Linked DNA regions of Anas platyrhynchos: region 1 is linked to region 2. Evidence: chromatin contacts called from public Hi-C data. All regions are on one chromosome and are shown on one strand. Each heading gives the region's core, a stretch centred on a gene start, on an enhancer-like site or on the middle of the called end of the contact. The rest is flanking DNA. Distances are from core to core; before and after follow the strand shown.

The links. Hi-C and Micro-C count contacts between places; a contact is called where the count stands out from the background.
Region 1: a contact with region 2 is called in a Hi-C map of skeletal muscle, with 3 times the contacts expected there. The contact joins the promoter of ZRANB2 here to the promoter of SRSF11 in region 2. A contact is called at or near these places in 2 of 8 Hi-C or Micro-C datasets (liver and skeletal muscle).

Annotation. Positions count from the first base shown.
Region 1 is chr8:38,794,527-38,797,243 of IASCAAS_PekinDuck_T2T, forward strand. ZRANB2 (zinc finger RANBP2-type containing 2) reads right to left here and starts at 1,345. Exons shown (of 10, transcript XM_027462569.3): 1 at 1,188-1,345; 2 at 1,048-1,100; 3 at 823-931. The coding sequence starts at 1,243.
Region 2 is chr8:38,659,926-38,662,838 of IASCAAS_PekinDuck_T2T, forward strand. SRSF11 (serine and arginine rich splicing factor 11) reads left to right here and starts at 1,588. Exons shown (of 13, transcript XM_027463613.3): 1 at 1,588-1,723; 2 at 1,890-2,027. The coding sequence starts at 1,900. LRRC40 (leucine rich repeat containing 40) reads right to left here and starts at 264. Exons shown (of 15, transcript XM_027462566.3): 1 at 1-264. The coding sequence starts at 46.

The DNA.
Region 1 (2,717 bases), core at 95-2,594, 130 kb after region 2:
GGAGTGTTGGTTACCCCCGCACACGGACTGCCCCTTGTCCCCGTTACCCTGCTGGCACACGCAGGACGCACCGTGCAGCAGTGCTAACTGCACGCTCAGTCACCCTACAGCTGCCAAACGGACGTACAGATGCGGGTCTCTCCTGTTTTCTTACAGCCTGATACAGCCTGGTGCACCAACGTGTGCAAGGGCTTTTGCTCACTGCTGGCACTGGCTTTATTGAGGTAAAATTGGGTTCGGGTTGCAGAAAACACAAGTTGGGAAGAAAACCCAGCCAAGTTTCACCAGTTAGAGTTCAGAAAGCTGAGTCAACAAACAAAACCCCAAATGGTTCAAAGCCCTCAAATTATAAGAAGACCCCCAATCCCCTGAAGTATTCCATGAAGGCAGTCCTTTGCTAATGCAGACCTTCACATTCTCAAGTGATGGCTTCCGATATCAGCTATTTAACTCTGTGCTAAACTATACTCGTTAGGTATTCAGTGACTATTGGAAAAGAACTTCCAAACTGCAGTGAAGCTGCTACTTCCATCTGTTTGTTCCTAATTTGGGAAGTGTCTTGGCTTACCTGACATGGAACACAAGCTTCTACTGCTCTGGCCCTGATTTTTTAGCCTTTTCCCAGGCCCGTTACTCAAATACCTGCCGCCCACCAACCAAAAGGGCACGCTGCCCGCAGGGCACAGCCGCCTGTACCCTGACAGCGCTCAGCACACCGCTGCCTTCCCCCCGCCAGGGCTACACACAGCGCTGCACCCCGCGGGGTCACCCAGGCCGCGGGTGGGTTCCCGGCCCCCGGGGTGCGGTTCCCAGGCCCCGTACGTTTTGCACTGCCAGTCGTTGGCGCTGAAGAGGCCGCGGCTCTTCTCCGCCAGCGTCTTGCCGATCTCCGTGCCCCCGGCCTTCATCATCTTGGCTTCCGTCGTTTTCTCTGCAACACAACAACAGCAACAACAACGCCCCGTGGCGGGCGCGTCCCGGCGGCACCGGGCCCTGAGGGGCCGTGAGGGGCCGTGAGGGGGCCGTGAGGGGCCGGTCCGGGCTCACCTCTCCCGCAGCGATTGCAGCTGGTTCTCCTGGCGAAGTTGACGTTCCCGCACCTGCGGAGGAGCAGACGGTGACACGGGCCCGGCCCCGCCGTTCCGCCCCCTCCCGCTCTCCCCCGGCCGCCCCCCGGCGCCGCTCACTTCTTGTCGGGGCAGATCCAGTCCCCGTCGCTCACGCGGAAATTCTTGGTCGACATCTTGCGGCCGCCGCCGAGCCGCGGGAGGACTGTGTGTGTGTGAGGAGGGGGGAAGAAGGACCGGGGTCCTCCTCCGCGCGGGCTGCCCCGCGGCGCCTGCAGCCCGCAGCCCGCAGTGAGCTGTGCGGCCGCCGGGCGGGATTGCGCTCAGGCAGCGGCGCGGCCGCCTCAGCGCGGCGGAGGGGAGAGGGGGGGGTGAGGGAGGAGCGCCCCCAGGCGGCCGGAGGGCTGGCGGCCGCGCAAGGCGCATGCGCACAGCGGGGCCGGAGGGGGGCGCTGCGGGAGCGCGGCGGGCGGGGAGCGCGGGGCCCGCTGAGGGGAGAGAGGGGGGATGCGGGAGTCAGGCGTTAATGTGGGGATAAAGCGGCCCCCGGCAAACGAACAAACAAATAAACGAGTAAATAAATAAATAAATAAGTAAATAAACAAGTAAATAAACACATAAGTAAATAAATACATAAGTAAATAAATAAATAAATGAGTAGGAGCGTCACTGTCACCATGCATGACCAACACTGGAAGCTGAATGCACGGGAGCTGAACACAGAATTGCTGGCGTGCACGTCCTGTGGGACAGGAGGGGGCACGGGGCACCCACAGCATGCAGTACATATCTCACAGGATCACAGAATCACAGAATTTCTAGGTTGGAAGAGACCTCAAGATCATCGAGTCCAACCTCTAACCTAACACTAACAGTCCCCACTAAACCATATCCCTAAGCTCTACATCTAAACGTCTTTTAAAGACTTCCAGGGATGGTGACTCCACCACCTCCCTGGGCAGCCCATTCCAGTGCCTAACAACCCTTTCAGTAAAGAAGCTCTTCCTAACATCTAACCTAAAACTCCCCTGGCGCAAATTAAGCCCGTTCCCCCTCGTCCTGTCACCAGGCACGTGGGAGAACAGGCCAACCCCCACCTCGCTACAGCCTCCTTTAAGGTATCTGTAGAGAGCGATAAGGTCGCCCCTGAGCCTCCTCTTCTCCAGGCTGAACAAGCCCAGCTCCCTCAGCCGCTCCTCGTAGGTCTTGTTCTCCAGACCCCTCACCAGCTTCGTTGCCCTTTTCTGGACTTGCTCGAGCACCTCGATGTCCTTCTTGTAGCGAGGGGCCCAAAACTGAACACAGTACTCGAGGTGCGGCCTCACCAGAGCCGAGTACAGGGGGACGATCACCTCCCTAGCCCTGCTGGTCACAGTGTTTCTGATACAAGCCAGGATGCCGTTGGCCTTCTTGGCCACCTGAGCACACTGCTGGCTCATATTCAGCCGACTGTCCACCATCACTCCCAGGTCCTTCTCTGCCTGGCAGACCTCCTGTGAGCCTGACTCCTCCGCTGCCCGCTGACACTGCCCCGCTGCTCAGGCCAGGCTCTGCTTACATCAGGGGGATACGAGCAGTAACAAAACCAGAAACTGGCCCTGAAAAGTCAATTCATACCTTCAGGAAGGAGCCTTTCAGAAGTAACAGGAA
Region 2 (2,913 bases), core at 338-2,837:
CGGAGCGGGGCTGCCCCGGCCGCGCCCTCCGCGCCGCCGCCGCCATCCCGAGCCTCGGCCGCCGGCACCGCCCCGCAGGGTGGCGGAGCCCGGCCCGGCCCGGCCCAGCGCCCGCCCCGGGCTCAGGGAGGCAGCAGCGGGAGGCACGGCCCCGGCCTCAGCCCCAGCGCCATTTGGTGCCGCACCAAAAAGGCTGGGGCTGGGAAGGGAGCGGGTACAAAGCCGGGCATGTGGGGAGGGAAAACAGGCCGGGAGCTGTGTGCTGGCAGCAGAACGGAGGGTACAAAATTCCTACAAAAGGAGATGGAGAAACAAGCCAGCTGCAGCTGGACGCTGTGTGGCTCAGATTTCACTTCCTTCCTCTCCCCCTTTTTATTTAAGGTCTTCACCTCTGTCGCAGGAGTGAATGCAGACCAAATAACCTGGAAAGCGCTGTAAATATACATGTCAAGTAGCTACACAAAAAGGCACTTTTACTTCAACTTGTTTCCTTGTCACCCAGTGTTGGCAAACTAAGTGAAAATACTCCAGGAGTTGGAGTTGATGATCCTTATGGGTCCCTTCCAACTCGGGATATTCAGTGATTCTGTGACTCCCACCTGATTAGTGCTGGCTGCCCACCAACACCTGCCATTGCTGGTGACCAGCCCTGGCTTCGGCTCCTGGGTGCAGTTGGTGTCTGACCCAGCCGGCAGAGCCTCTAAGAAGCAAATAAAGAAACACGCTTCTCCCTCAGTCATTAAAAACTTACAGCCATTTGAGTTTTCAAGCACCTGGCGTTCCAAACACAACCTTTTCACTTTTATTTTTTTAATCTACAATCTAAGTCCCATTGAATGTAGAAGTAGTTCGTTAAGGGCTAAATAGCACCGTGGTGAGCGGGTCGCTGATTCGAGCCCCCACCATACGTTGTGCTCTGGGCTGTGACCAAGGACTTGGCCCTTTTGGTTTTAACCCCTTTTCAGTTCTCATTTTTCCTCTCACACTGGGAGTCACCGGGCACCACCCCATAGGAAAACTCTGGATATTTCAACCCGGCCTTTATATAAAGCGCTGGCACCTGCCAGTTGTGTGTGAGGCGCTCAGGTTAAACTTGGAGGCAGACACCTGCAAGCGTGGGGGTGAAGCAAGCCGAGGTGGCTCCCCCAGAAGCCATGACAGGGGCTGGGAGGGGCGGCGTTCCCGCACCGATTAACGCTACAAACACCTTGATGCACGTTAACGTTCACATTGGAACGGGCTGCCCAGGGAGGTGGTGGAGCCACCATCCCTGGAGGTCTTTAAAAGACGTTTAGATGTAGAGCTTAGGGATATGGTTTAGTGGGGACTGTTAGCGTTAGGTCAGAGGTTGGACTCGATGATCTTGAGGTCTCTTCCAACCTAGAAATTCTGTGATTCTGGGATTATTTTACAACCACTTTTGGTCCCTCAGGAACCAACAGAGCACTGCGCATGCGCCACACCCGCGGCGCGCACGCACTGAGGCGCCGCAGCCTCCCCCCCCCCAGCCCCACTGCGCAGGCGCCGCCCCCCCCCTCCCCGCGCGTCCCCGGCCGAAGGCGGGAGGGGGCGCGCGCGCACGCGCAGTGGCAGCAGCGGCGGCGGCGGCGGCGGCGGCTCGGTGCGGGCCGCGGGGCTGCGTGCGGCGGCGGGGCGCGCGCGCGCTGCGCCTGCGCGGTGGGCGGCGGCGGGGGATTGTGGGATACTGCGGCCCGGCGGGCGGGTGAGTGAGGCGCCGCGCGGCGCGGTGGGGGCGGCGGGGGCCGGGAGCGGCCCTGACGGGGCCCGGCCGGGCGGGGGGGGCCGCTGAGGGCTTCCCGGAGCCGCCCGGAGCTGGAGGAGCCGCCCGGCCCTCGGCCGCTGACCCCCCTCTCCCCGTGTGTTCGCAGCGGCGGCGCGATGGCCTCCAGCAGCGGCACCGACGTGATCCAGGTGACCAACGTGTCCCCCAGCGCCAGCTCCGAGCAGATGCGGACGCTCTTCGGCTTCCTGGGAAAGATCGAGGAGCTGCGCCTCTTCCCCCCGGAGTGAGTCGGCCCGGCCGCCTCCCCTCCCCCCCTCCCGGCACGCCTCCCGCCGCCATGGCGCCCGGCACGGCTCGGCACGGCCCCGAGCCGCGGGTGTGGGGCCTGGGGGGGCCTTCGCGGCCTCTTTCCCGGCGGAGCCGCCCGTGCTGGGCAGGCAGCGGGGCTGCAGGAGGCTGCTGGGGGCCTGGTCCCCAGCTGGTGTTAAGGACAGCAGCGTGGTTCCCTGGTAAAAGTTGTGCACAAAGCGGGCGGCTGGGGGCTGATCCACAAGCCTGATTGGTGCCATTTTCAGGGAAAAAGGCATCGCAGTGTGAGTTTTTTTATCACTCAGCCTTCAATCGCTGCTAGCCCAAAGCCAGGGGTGCTTGTCCGTCCCGCCAGCCGGTCACAGATCACGCTGAGGATCGGTTTTCTGGGGCTCCGTGCAGTTCCTTTGAGTTGGCCAGCGGTGACTTCATGTCGGGAATTAGGCGCGGAAGGAAGGGGGATGTGTTCGTAGCTGGGTGTGGGACACTGCCAGGCCTGAGCGCTGCTGTGCGAGGGCCGGGACAGCCGTACTGCAGCGGCACAGCAGCGGTGCTCAGCAGCCAACCGAGTGAACTGCATTAAAAAAAAAATGCGGTTATTTGAGGTGCTGCTCGATACTTTAATGTTTTGTCCAGGTTTCAAGAGAGGTTACTATAGGTGAGCTCTGCTTCTGAAACTTTGTACTGTTTTAGATACACATTAACTAAGGTGTCAGAAGATGGCTTCTGTGGTTTCAGAATGAAGTGTTCTGAGGGGGGGAAAAAAAAAGCTCATCCCAGCAGCTCTCTTTTTGGCACAGCTGAGGCTGGCTGTGTGTTCATGAGTTACCTCCTCTGCACCAGTGTGCTGTGAAGTGGTG